2 separate regions of the Mus musculus genome follow, and region 2 is linked to region 1. A link is a contact called in public HiChIP or PLAC-seq data. All regions are on one chromosome and are shown on one strand. The core of a region is the stretch at or near the end of the contact, and the rest is flanking DNA. Distances in the headings are between cores, read along the strand shown.

Region 1 (5,108 bases), core at 123-2,622:
ATATAGAGACAAAAGGGGACCCTCTAAGATCCCTGCTTCTGTTCCCATATGTCAGTGTACTGAGCTGGACTTTGAGCAGGAAGATTCCTTTCTAAGGAAAAGGGCAGGAAAAAAGCTTCAAGTCAATTGTTGACCACAAGATAAAGACCAACCAAGATTCCTGAAGACTTAATGACTGGAATCCATTTCACTGCCACACTTCCAAACTAGGCAATTTTAGGCACCAAAACTAGGCAATTTTAGGCACCGATCCAAAAAGATTCCCCAAGGAAATAATTCAATCGAATTTAGTTAAAACAAAATAGTTCAACCCATTACAATACAGTTTGGATCTTAGTGTTGTGCATTACCTGGAAAGTTCTCCCGACTAAGCTTCGGCCGACGGATGATCACAAAGTCTTTGTCACTCCCTTTGCCCTTGACTCGTTTCCTTGGAGGGCTCTGGGGGTGGCCGAGGTTTGAGAGCAGTCCATGTGGGATGTTCTCACTGTCCACCTCCTCCTTCTCCAAGGCCGAGACACCCATGCCTGATAGCAGTTCAGAAGTCTTGCTGGAATCCCATCCCCACGTGAAGCTGGTGGTGACGTTGCCACTCTGGTCCGGAATCTCCTGAAGGTGCTTCCTGCAGAAGGGCAGACATTCTCTATTCCTTTTGAAAATACACCCCTAAATAATTCCAAGGTAGGCATGAAAGAAGAGTAAAGAATGGAGTGGAGAAAAGTCCCAGCAAGTGACAGTACTGCATTTTTTAAACGTGCCTACAAGCGAGAGAAATACAAGAATGAAAGAGAAAAATCGGGAACATATATACTTTGAAAGGCTTTGGGATTTATGGTCACGCAGAAGGCCTCAATAATTTCTTCCCGTGGAGGGAAAAAGAGGGACGGCACTGATACCATGACTCAAAGTAGAGGAAGGAAAACTTAATTAGGAAGCCAAATTAAACTCCACATTGATATTCGCACTAAAGCATTCATCCATCCTTTTTCTCTAAGCAAACATTCACATAACCAGATTATTTGAACAAGAAGCAACATTCGCGGCCTAAAAGAATTCAAACGGTTCATTCATGTTTTGTCCGGTTTTTTTGCAATCGGTTTACCTATGCATGGTGTCCACTGATTCAGGAGTTTTGAATGCTTGAATTAATTGAAGCGCTGCCTGCCTTCCAGACTCCTGTTTTAGCGCTCGGCTTAGAGTGATCCCCGGGGCCCCAGCAGTTGGACCCGCGAACTAGCAACGTTCCATCACCACCGCGCGCGCGGAGTTCTGCATCCCGCTCTCCAGCAGCCGCCTTCTGACGCCCCGTTGCCTGCTGGGAATTGTAGTTCCGAGCCTAGCTCGTAGTCCTGCCTGGGTTCTTCCACTCTGATTTCGGACCAACCCTCCAGATACCCACAACTCCCTGCGGCGCCGGGCGGGATTGAAGGAGGAGGAGGAGGAGGAGGAGGACAGGCAGGCGGAAGTGGGTGGAGCTCCGGCTGGCTGGGAAATGTCAGCCGATTGACTGGGAGCAGGTTTTCCTTTTCCCGGAGCTCACGGGCCTTCGGGTGATCACCGCCACGGTCGCCCGGGACTGAAGGATCCGTGACCCCGGCAGGCTGCGGCGGACGCGAAGCTTCTGAGTCCCTTCCAGACGCTGTCTGGCGAGGTCCGACGGTGAGCGTGAGGGGGGCGGGGACGCGTGAGGTGCGTCAGGGTCTGGGGTCCCGGCCCAGTCCCTGGCGGACATAGACTTGGGGGGAGTTCCAGATGGTGAGTGGCCGCCGCCGCCAGGCCCATCTCCGGGGTCTCGATGGCCCGCCAGGTGAGAGGCTGCGGGTGGCACTCCTGCCATTCGCCTTCCTCCACCTGGCAGTGGGCGGCCCTTAGGACTGGGTCTGTGGACGCGATCCTTTCCTCACTTGTAAACTAGGCTCGAGGACGCGGCACACCTCATGGGCTGGCACTGAAGATCAAATCAGCGTGCGAGGGGAAGCCTTTTTCGAGCTAAAGCGCAGCTCCAAGAGGAGCGATGGTTTATTTTTAAGGCGGCAGGAGCCAGCAGTGGTTCCCGCGTGCATCCTCTTGGATCCTTGATGAGTCTCCCAAATACCAAAGGGAAAAAGGGAGGCTCCGCTTGCAAGGAGAGACCACCCTGAAAGCTGTTTAGGTGCCTCTGACTCAATCCACAGCCTGTCCTAGAATCTCTCTGCCTAGAAACTATGCTAATTTAGCCTCTGAAGAGGTCGGGGGCGATTAGATTAGAATGACCATGCAAAATTCAGGTGTGCAAACTGTGCAACAGGGGAGAGGGTAGGGGGATGCATTTCTAGTCCAGTAAAAATGAAGATTTATAGAGTTGAGAAAAAAGCAGGCCACCTTCATCAAAAACATTAGAATATTGGTTTAGTATGTTAGATTGCATACACTTGTGTTTCTTTGTGGAGAGAGCAAGATTCGTTTTATAGTGGAATTAAATCCTTCATGCTCAGTTTTGTCTTTGTTTCTAGCATAATCTTTGCATCAGTTACTTCTTGAGAGGAAGAGATTCATGAACTTTTAGTTCCTGTGAGTGAGATTGGTGTAAAAAAAAAAGACCTTTTTGCAAATTGGTTTTACTTGAAAAGAAAGACTAGGAGAATAAGTATGTAGTCACAGTTTTGTTATGGAAAGTATCTAAAGTGAGACCTTCTGAAATAGTGTATAAAGTTATCTTTTGTTACTTTGAAAAACTCATTTGCCTTCTCTTGAACTTTGTCCTTTCTGTTAGGATGTAACTCGTTCAAGAGTAAATTCTAGTAAATATAAAACAGCCCTGAATTCAGCTAAGAGTTAGCAGAGACCTTAGGATATTTAAATTAGTGGGCACAAGGTTCTCTCTAGGAAAGGAAAGCCTATCAACTTTGAAATTAGGAGCCTCCTGATTTGCCTTGATAATGAAACCGGTGTTCTTTTGCATTTCTTTAATCACAGCTATTTCCATAATATACTGAAAAGGTTTGTATTGATACACACACGATTCTTTTTATTTTTTTTTTCCTTTGGTTTTTCGAGACAGGGTTTCTCTGTGTAGCCCTGGCTGACCTGGAACTCACTCTGTAGACCAAGCTGGCCTCGAACTCAGAAATCCACCTGCCTCTGCCTCCCAAGTGCTGGGATTAAAGGTGTGTGCCACCACTGCCCGTTACGATTCTTTTTGATAGAGGAATTGTGTCCATTGAAGATGTGAGGTTATTAGCTACATAGAAACTCACCATAGAGACTTTAAGAGACTGATCTCTTAAACACTACATTGTGATTGCTGCTAATGTAAAATATTTTATTTCCTGATTAATCTTATTTAATCTTACTTAACACATTGTATTTTATTTTAATAAGTCTTTTAAAACATAGTTTTAGCATTAGAATGAATGTGAGTCCAGGATAACAAAATCATTTTCGATAACTGAAAGTATCATTAGGTTGAATAATGTCTAATGTTCTCTGGAAGCCTCAGCTAGAACACTGACATAAATGGAGAAAGGCAATAGCAGTGCCATTTACACAGCTAAAACCATGTCGTAGTTACAGGCAGTCACTGTCTGTAGGGCCCCGGAGAGTCTAGAAAGGACTGCCCATCACAACTGACATATATGCTGTATGTGTGTCCATCACAACTGACATATATGCTGTATGTGGGTCCATCACAACTGACATATATGCTGTATGTGTGCCCATCACAACTGACATATATGCTGTATGTGTGTCCATCACAACTGACATATATGCTGTATGTGTGTCCATCACAACTGACATATATGCTATATGTGTACAACTGTTGGTCCCATTTTTGAAAATCAAATACAACCAGAGAAATACAATGAAGCCTAAAGGCACCATTGTGACATAGAGAGACTAAGAGATTCCTTTTGCTCCTTCTGTTATTTAGGTTAGAGGAACAAAATGCAAGAGACAGTTTTAGCAAGCATGTTTCCAGTTGCCTGTCAAATTCCATAACTATCTCCTTTTCTTCCTCAGTTTGATTGTTATCTTCATTTTCTTTGATTTAATGATCTGTATTGGCAGATTAGATCAATAACAAAAATATTCTTATTTCTTCTAGCTTACTTTGTAGTTCTTTCATAAAAATTAGAAAAGAAAAACTACTGTAATTTAAATGAAATAATTACCCACAAAGGAAAAAGTTAAATTCCCTATTAAACATGACTTTTTGAGTATTGAGTCTTGAGTAATCTTGAAGACTAGTAGAATATTTTTAAATTATTCTTTATGAAAATGGAACCATAGAAATTATTTAAAACAAATTGTATTTTAAATGGATGTCTGGATTGGAGAGGAGACATGAAATTGAAATCTATTCTCTGTGGTCAGGATACCTTACTTCGTTTTGCACATACTGGTGTGAGAACTTGGGTAAATAACATATCCGCTCTGCCATCTACTCCTTATTAAGCAAAAATTCTAACAATCTTTTCTCATTAGTTTGTAGGAACTAACTAAAAAAACAATGTACAGTGTAATATAATAAACATACATTAAATCTTCAAGTTCCTTTGTAAAAACAATACTTTGTGAGAAAGGAATCTCTAGATGCCAAAGTAATTGGTATTGGAATTCTTACAGTTCCTACAACTGAAATCCTCAAGGGTTTGTTGAGAGTTTAGAGTTCTCCTTACCCACTGACCTGGTTGTCAACTTCAGCTCTCAAGCCTTGCCAAAGATGAATCATCTGCTCCTGCCTCTTGTCACACTTAGGAATCCTAGTCACCTGGTTTGTCAGTTTCAAAACATAGGCTCTTGAGTTATCTAACTTTTATTATGTCACCTAGATGAGTTAAAATACTTATTTACATTAATACTGCAACTGGGGTGTGGCTCAATAGTAGACAGTTTGTATTTAGGCATCTGAAGGCCCTGAATAAAAGAAAAAAATTAATATCAATTCTGGTGAATCTTTAGGTCTTGATGGCCAAATTTCTTATTGATTTCAGAATTTGGGGATTTGACAGATTTTTGTCAGTTTTTTTGTTTGTTTGTATTCTCATCAGTTGCTTCTGTGTCTTGCTCTTTTTCTCATTCTTTTGCTTAAGTTCCTTCTCTCTCCTGTCCTCTCTGTTTTTGAACAT
Region 2 (5,003 bases), core at 1,393-3,892, 1.0 Mb after region 1:
GAAAGAAAGAAAGAAAGAAAGAAAGAAAGAAAGAAAGAAAGGGAGAAAGGGAGAAAGGGAGAAAGGGAGAAAGGGAGAAAGGAAGAAAGGAAGAAAGGAAGAAAGAAAGAAAGAAAGAAAGAAAGAAAGAAAGAAAGAAAGAAAGAAAGAAAGAAAGAAAACAAGCAAGCAAGAAAGGTATGTATGTGATTTGGAGCAATCTTTTTCAACTTTACAAATATAGATGTAATTGTGTTTTGTTAGCAGTATCAGTATCTGTTGTGGTGTTTCTCGCATTTCCTATTTATTAAAGAATAGAAAGCTATCTCCAATTGGTAAAAGTGAAATCTAGAAACAAAAGTGTCCCCTGTGTAAAGGAGAAAGGAGAGAGGCTGTGCCAGAAACCCTGGAATAGCAGGGAGACATGGGGAAGTGGAGAAATGCGGCGTCCTAAAGGAGAGCTCACAGAAAGCAGGGGAAAGGCCAAGGTAACCCTGCCTGGAGAGCAGCTCGCGGGCAGCCATGGCAGAAGAGGAAGAACCAAATAGTGACCAAAACAGTAGAGTTGATGGATTTTCTTGTAGGACTAGGAAAGTTACCCTGAACCTCTTGGATTATAAGTTTATCACCAGACATGCAGGCATTGTTATTCGGCTCCTCCTTGGGTGTTGCTGGTCTGCACCCAAGGCTAGGAATAGCCAAATCCAAGGAAAGTAAGTCAAGAAGGCTGTGGATGTGTGACGCTTTCCTAAACTGTGAATCATCCCAAGTGCCAGCTGGGCCAGGAACAATCTGAGAAAGCTGTGGAAGGGAACTCATGGCTAGGAAATAGGAAGGCAAAACAAAACAGGCAAGGAAAGAAAACCGTGAAGACCATAAGGTTTTATTAGCGTGATTGGCATTTTACAGACTCCATCAACATTATAGCTATTCCCCTGCTGAGCCTGGTTTACACTAAGTGAAACTCGTGCAAGTCAAATGAATAGCGATATCCAAAACATTGCTAGTGTGTTACCTTAAACTGTGGGGTGAGGTCTTGGAGACAGTGAGCAGATACAGAGTCAAGACACAGCTGGATGAATCAGCAAGACAAGACACACACTGAGGCAGATGCAGATCTAAGCAAACGGAGAACACGAGGAAGTGGGTGAATGGTTCCAGTGTGTGCAGAAGGAGAGAGTCATGGTCTAGCTATGGAGCAAAGGGAAGCTGGCCTCACAGATGACTTCCCTCAGCATCTCAGTAACAGGAGAGCACAAGGAAATTTACGACTGTGAACGCCTGCCTGTGGCTTGGGGTCAGGGTATATGCTGCACAGCAAAGCAGAAAGCCATGACCTTCTCTCCAAATAGCATGTGGATTAGTCACTTACCCTGTTCTGGAACCTACTTCTGCTGTGCAGCAGGAACGCAGACGTCTAGGAACCACAAGGAAATCGAACAGTTTTCCATTGCCAAAGGTGATTCTCCCTCTCTTCTCATTATCTGTTAGAATAGTCAAGGAAAATTACACTTTACTGAGTAACCCCCAGCCTTTCAAAGGTCACACAGGAATATAATCACTAACCTCTGGTGGTTCACGATGGTTTAGACACTTTAATAATATGATGATCTACCTACACGGGCATCCTGTTAAGTTTTGTGCTAGATAATTTCCCCCAAATTCAGTCAAATATACAAGTTCTAAGCATATCTGATAGGCAAGACAAGGCTAGATTATGATGTTCAACAGGTGTTTTTATTCTTTTTTTTTTCTTAAAATATCTTAAACTTAACAATGGGTTCATTGTGGTGTAACTTGGCCACTAAGAATGTCTGTATTCTGCCATTGGAGAGGATACTCGTTAGTTTTGAAAATGAACGGGCACTGTATTATACACTCTCAAAGGTAATTGTGAGCAATGGTCCACCTCAGCCACCAGAAGCCGGCATAGTCTGTGCACAGCAGATACACACCCCACAGCCTCTGAAAACCAGGGGTAGATCATGGTTTATCTTGTGCAGGTCATGTGTGAACGCCTCTTCTAATGCAAGAGAATCGCCTAAACGTCATGGGATTTCCAGCAGCTTCCTGCAGTGTGGCAGAAAGCCATTAACGAATGTGATTTGCCAGTTATTGTAAAGTGTCAATCAAATCAGAGGAAGAAAAAGCAATGTTTCAATGATTAAAAAAAATATTCAATAGCTTGTTCAAAATAACCACCCATCGTGGCCCTCTAACTTACCTAACAACGGGACACAGTGTTAATCAATGGCATCACTTACCTGTTCAGAGATAACTATTTGATCCAAGTAGCTATTGGTATTTGTTGTTTTAATAGTTTATTTTCAAGAGAACATAGGGAGGGGTGCAAGAGGAAAAGCAGTGTTTTGTTAATACCAAAGACATAATATAAAACAACCCTCAGATGGTGCAGCTTATTTGAGGAGGTACATTCTGCATTTGCGGAAAGGAGCCGACTCGTGGGTTGCTGAGGATGTTGGTGTATCTACTATTTTGATGTGGCTGAGCATAAAGTAGAGCCCTGGAAGTTCTGCTGTGTTAAAAAATAGAAAGCAACGCGTCCTTTAAGGGTCCCTGTTTATTCTTCCTCGACCACTTTCCTCTGACTCCTCCTCCTTCCCAGGGAAGGTGTGATTCCAATCCCTAGAGCCCCCTCAAGTATTGTCAAGCGGCTGGCTGCTGGGTGTTGCTTGCTGGGAAGTACGGAAAGAAATTTGACACCGAATCTCATCTTGGCTACTGGGAGAAATACCATCTTTGAGGTCACAGGACTTAAAGGACATTTCTATTATTGTTTTGTCTCTTTACTGGTAGTCTTGATGGAAGAAGGTCCCCTGATCATGCGAAACGGATCCGGGAGAAATCAGACATTACCTTGTCCACCTTTTCTCTGCATTCTGATTCCCCCAACTATCTCCGTCACCTTATAAAACTGGCAGGCTCTGGACCTTTTGCACGCTGGAGAAAAATCACTGTTTTGCCTCCAGCAAGGAACATGCATGTTGCAACACTGACTCCTCCTCTAGTGAAGAAAGAGTGAACAAGTGCACCGAGTTGAGCTTCTTCTCAGAGACACGCGGCTGGCGACGGCAGAGCAGAGGCTAAAATCCCCAGACTGCCGGGTCTTCTGAGCTGGGCTTTCCCCGCCTTCCTGCTCTGTCTCACTCACTCCTCTCCTGCGTTCTGGATTTTACACGGGGCTCAGGAAACAGCTTTACCTGTCACTGAAAAAGCTCGCGTTCTTTGCAAGAAGTGCTCAATCCCTGGTATGGCAGACTTTTCTCTCCAGCAGAAGTGAGTACCCATGTCAGACAAGGCTGTGCGTGGCCAGGGGTGGTGCGGGCGGGCGCTCTCCAGGGCCGCGGGTTCGAGGCCGCGAGTGGGAGTGGAACAGTTGGCTGCAGGCGCGGACAGCTTAGGGAAATGCCAGCTAGCTGCCAGAGCCCGCGGGCGCGAGGAAACCCCATCCCGTGCTGTGAGCGTGCCTGAAGCCAAACCTTGGTGTCCCTTTCGAGAAAAGCTAAATATATGCCAAGGGGCTTGGCCACCCACCCCAGCTTTTACAACTGCTCTCGGTGTGTTTTAAAATAAACCCTGCAAGCGCGCCCTTGCGAATGAGTTTCGGTGGTGTGATGGTGGGGTTGCAGGTGGTTTGTGTCGAAATGAAAAGCTGGGGAGATAGCGGGGAGGCTGAATGGGCTGGGGCAGGAGACGTGGTGGCAGCTAACTTGGGCAGTCTCCTGCCGGCTGCACAGCTGGGTGCCAGGTGAAGAGACAGTCACCTGAGCTCCCACCCCCACTCCCTAAGGCAGCTAAGCGGAGTCTGGGCAGTGTGCTAGGAATTCAGGCCCTAGGGGTAGAAGCAAGGACACACTGCTGGAGCAAAGATCATGGGATCAGGGGACAGAGGGGATAGCCTCCCAGAACCCAGACTCTTAATGCTGAGGCAGGGGGAGGCAAGGGCTGTAGTTGTGTAGAAAAATATCCTGTTAGTGACCTCTACCTGTGTGGTAGGGAAGCAACCCACGTTCCCTTAATAACAAGCAACTTGGGGTTTTCTGTGATCGAACTTGAAAATGTTTGCAACCTGTTATTAATGTCACGGGGGGGGGGGTCGGGGGGGAGCGTCCTTTAATCTTCATTCATGGAATTGGCTGGGAAAGATTTCCCACCGGAGTGTCTTGACCAATCCTAGCTCTGCCTCCCGTGGCACTACAATCGTGGGAGTTCACCTTCTCCTGGCCTCAGTTTACTGTGTGTACATTTAGGGAAACTGATCATTCTTGCTACAAGTGCTGAATGGAACAGAGGTGCTGAGTAGAGCAGAAACCGGAATATTTTGATTTTTTGTTTCAGTGGCGTTTTGTTTTTTTTTTTCTCAAAGTGATTTCTTCGCAAATCGATCCCTTTTGAGAAGCGATTGTGAGTTATTTCCCCAGGGTGGAAACTGTACTTAGGGAACAGATGAAGAATTTTTAAGGACACCCCTTGTTGTCCATGCCAGAAAACCCCTTGTCTTTGAGGATGCTGCATCAGGACGCATCTCACCAAGCTTTTGCTGGCGGCTGTACTGGATGTGGGAGTAGACTGGGAGGGTCTGAAGCAACTGCGCTGTTCAGAGAGATGGCTCGCCTTCCTAGAGCTGCCCACACAGAGATCGTTCATCATCAATCTTTGCACTTCTTCCAGACCTGGCTTCTCAACTCTTAATGGCGGACCATAGAGCAATGGTTCTCAGCCTTCCCAATGCTGTGACCCTTTAATACAGTTCCCCATGTTGTGTGACCTCTGGCTATAAAATCATTTTCTTTGTTACTGTTATGCATCTTAACACAAATATCTGTGTTTTCCGATGGTCTTAGGTGACCTCTGTGAAAAGGTTGTTTATCCCCCCCCCCACCCCCCCACCAACAAGGTCGAACCCCACAGGATGATAACCACTACCCCGGAGATTTCTGTCCACAAACAACTCTGGAAAGCAACCTATGGGGGCGGGGGTGGGGGGTGGGGGGGAGATGTCA

Evidence for each region. HiChIP or PLAC-seq counts read pairs in DNA pulled down with a chosen protein or histone mark.
Region 2: an H3K27ac HiChIP or PLAC-seq map of embryonic stem cells shows a contact between it and region 1, with 12 times the contacts expected there. The contact joins the promoter of Prlr here to the promoter of Skp2 in region 1. A contact is called at or near these places in 3 of 39 promoter capture datasets (embryonic stem cells, hippocampal neurons and pre-B cells), 2 of 115 datasets of contacts at active chromatin or transcription factors (embryonic stem cells and large pre-B cells) and 1 of 9 other capture datasets (embryonic stem cells).

Annotation. Positions count from the first base shown.
Region 1 is chr15:9,139,082-9,144,189 of GRCm38.p6, forward strand. It overlaps Skp2 (S-phase kinase-associated protein 2), which reads right to left and starts at 1,373. Exons shown (of 10, transcript NM_013787.3): 1 at 1,103-1,373; 2 at 351-622. The coding sequence starts at 1,110. It overlaps Lmbrd2 (LMBR1 domain containing 2), which reads left to right and starts at 1,489. Exons shown (of 18, transcript NM_177178.3): 1 at 1,489-1,659.
Region 2 is chr15:10,174,596-10,179,598 of GRCm38.p6, forward strand. Prlr (prolactin receptor) reads left to right here and starts at 2,643. Exons shown (of 10, transcript NM_011169.5): 1 at 2,643-3,276.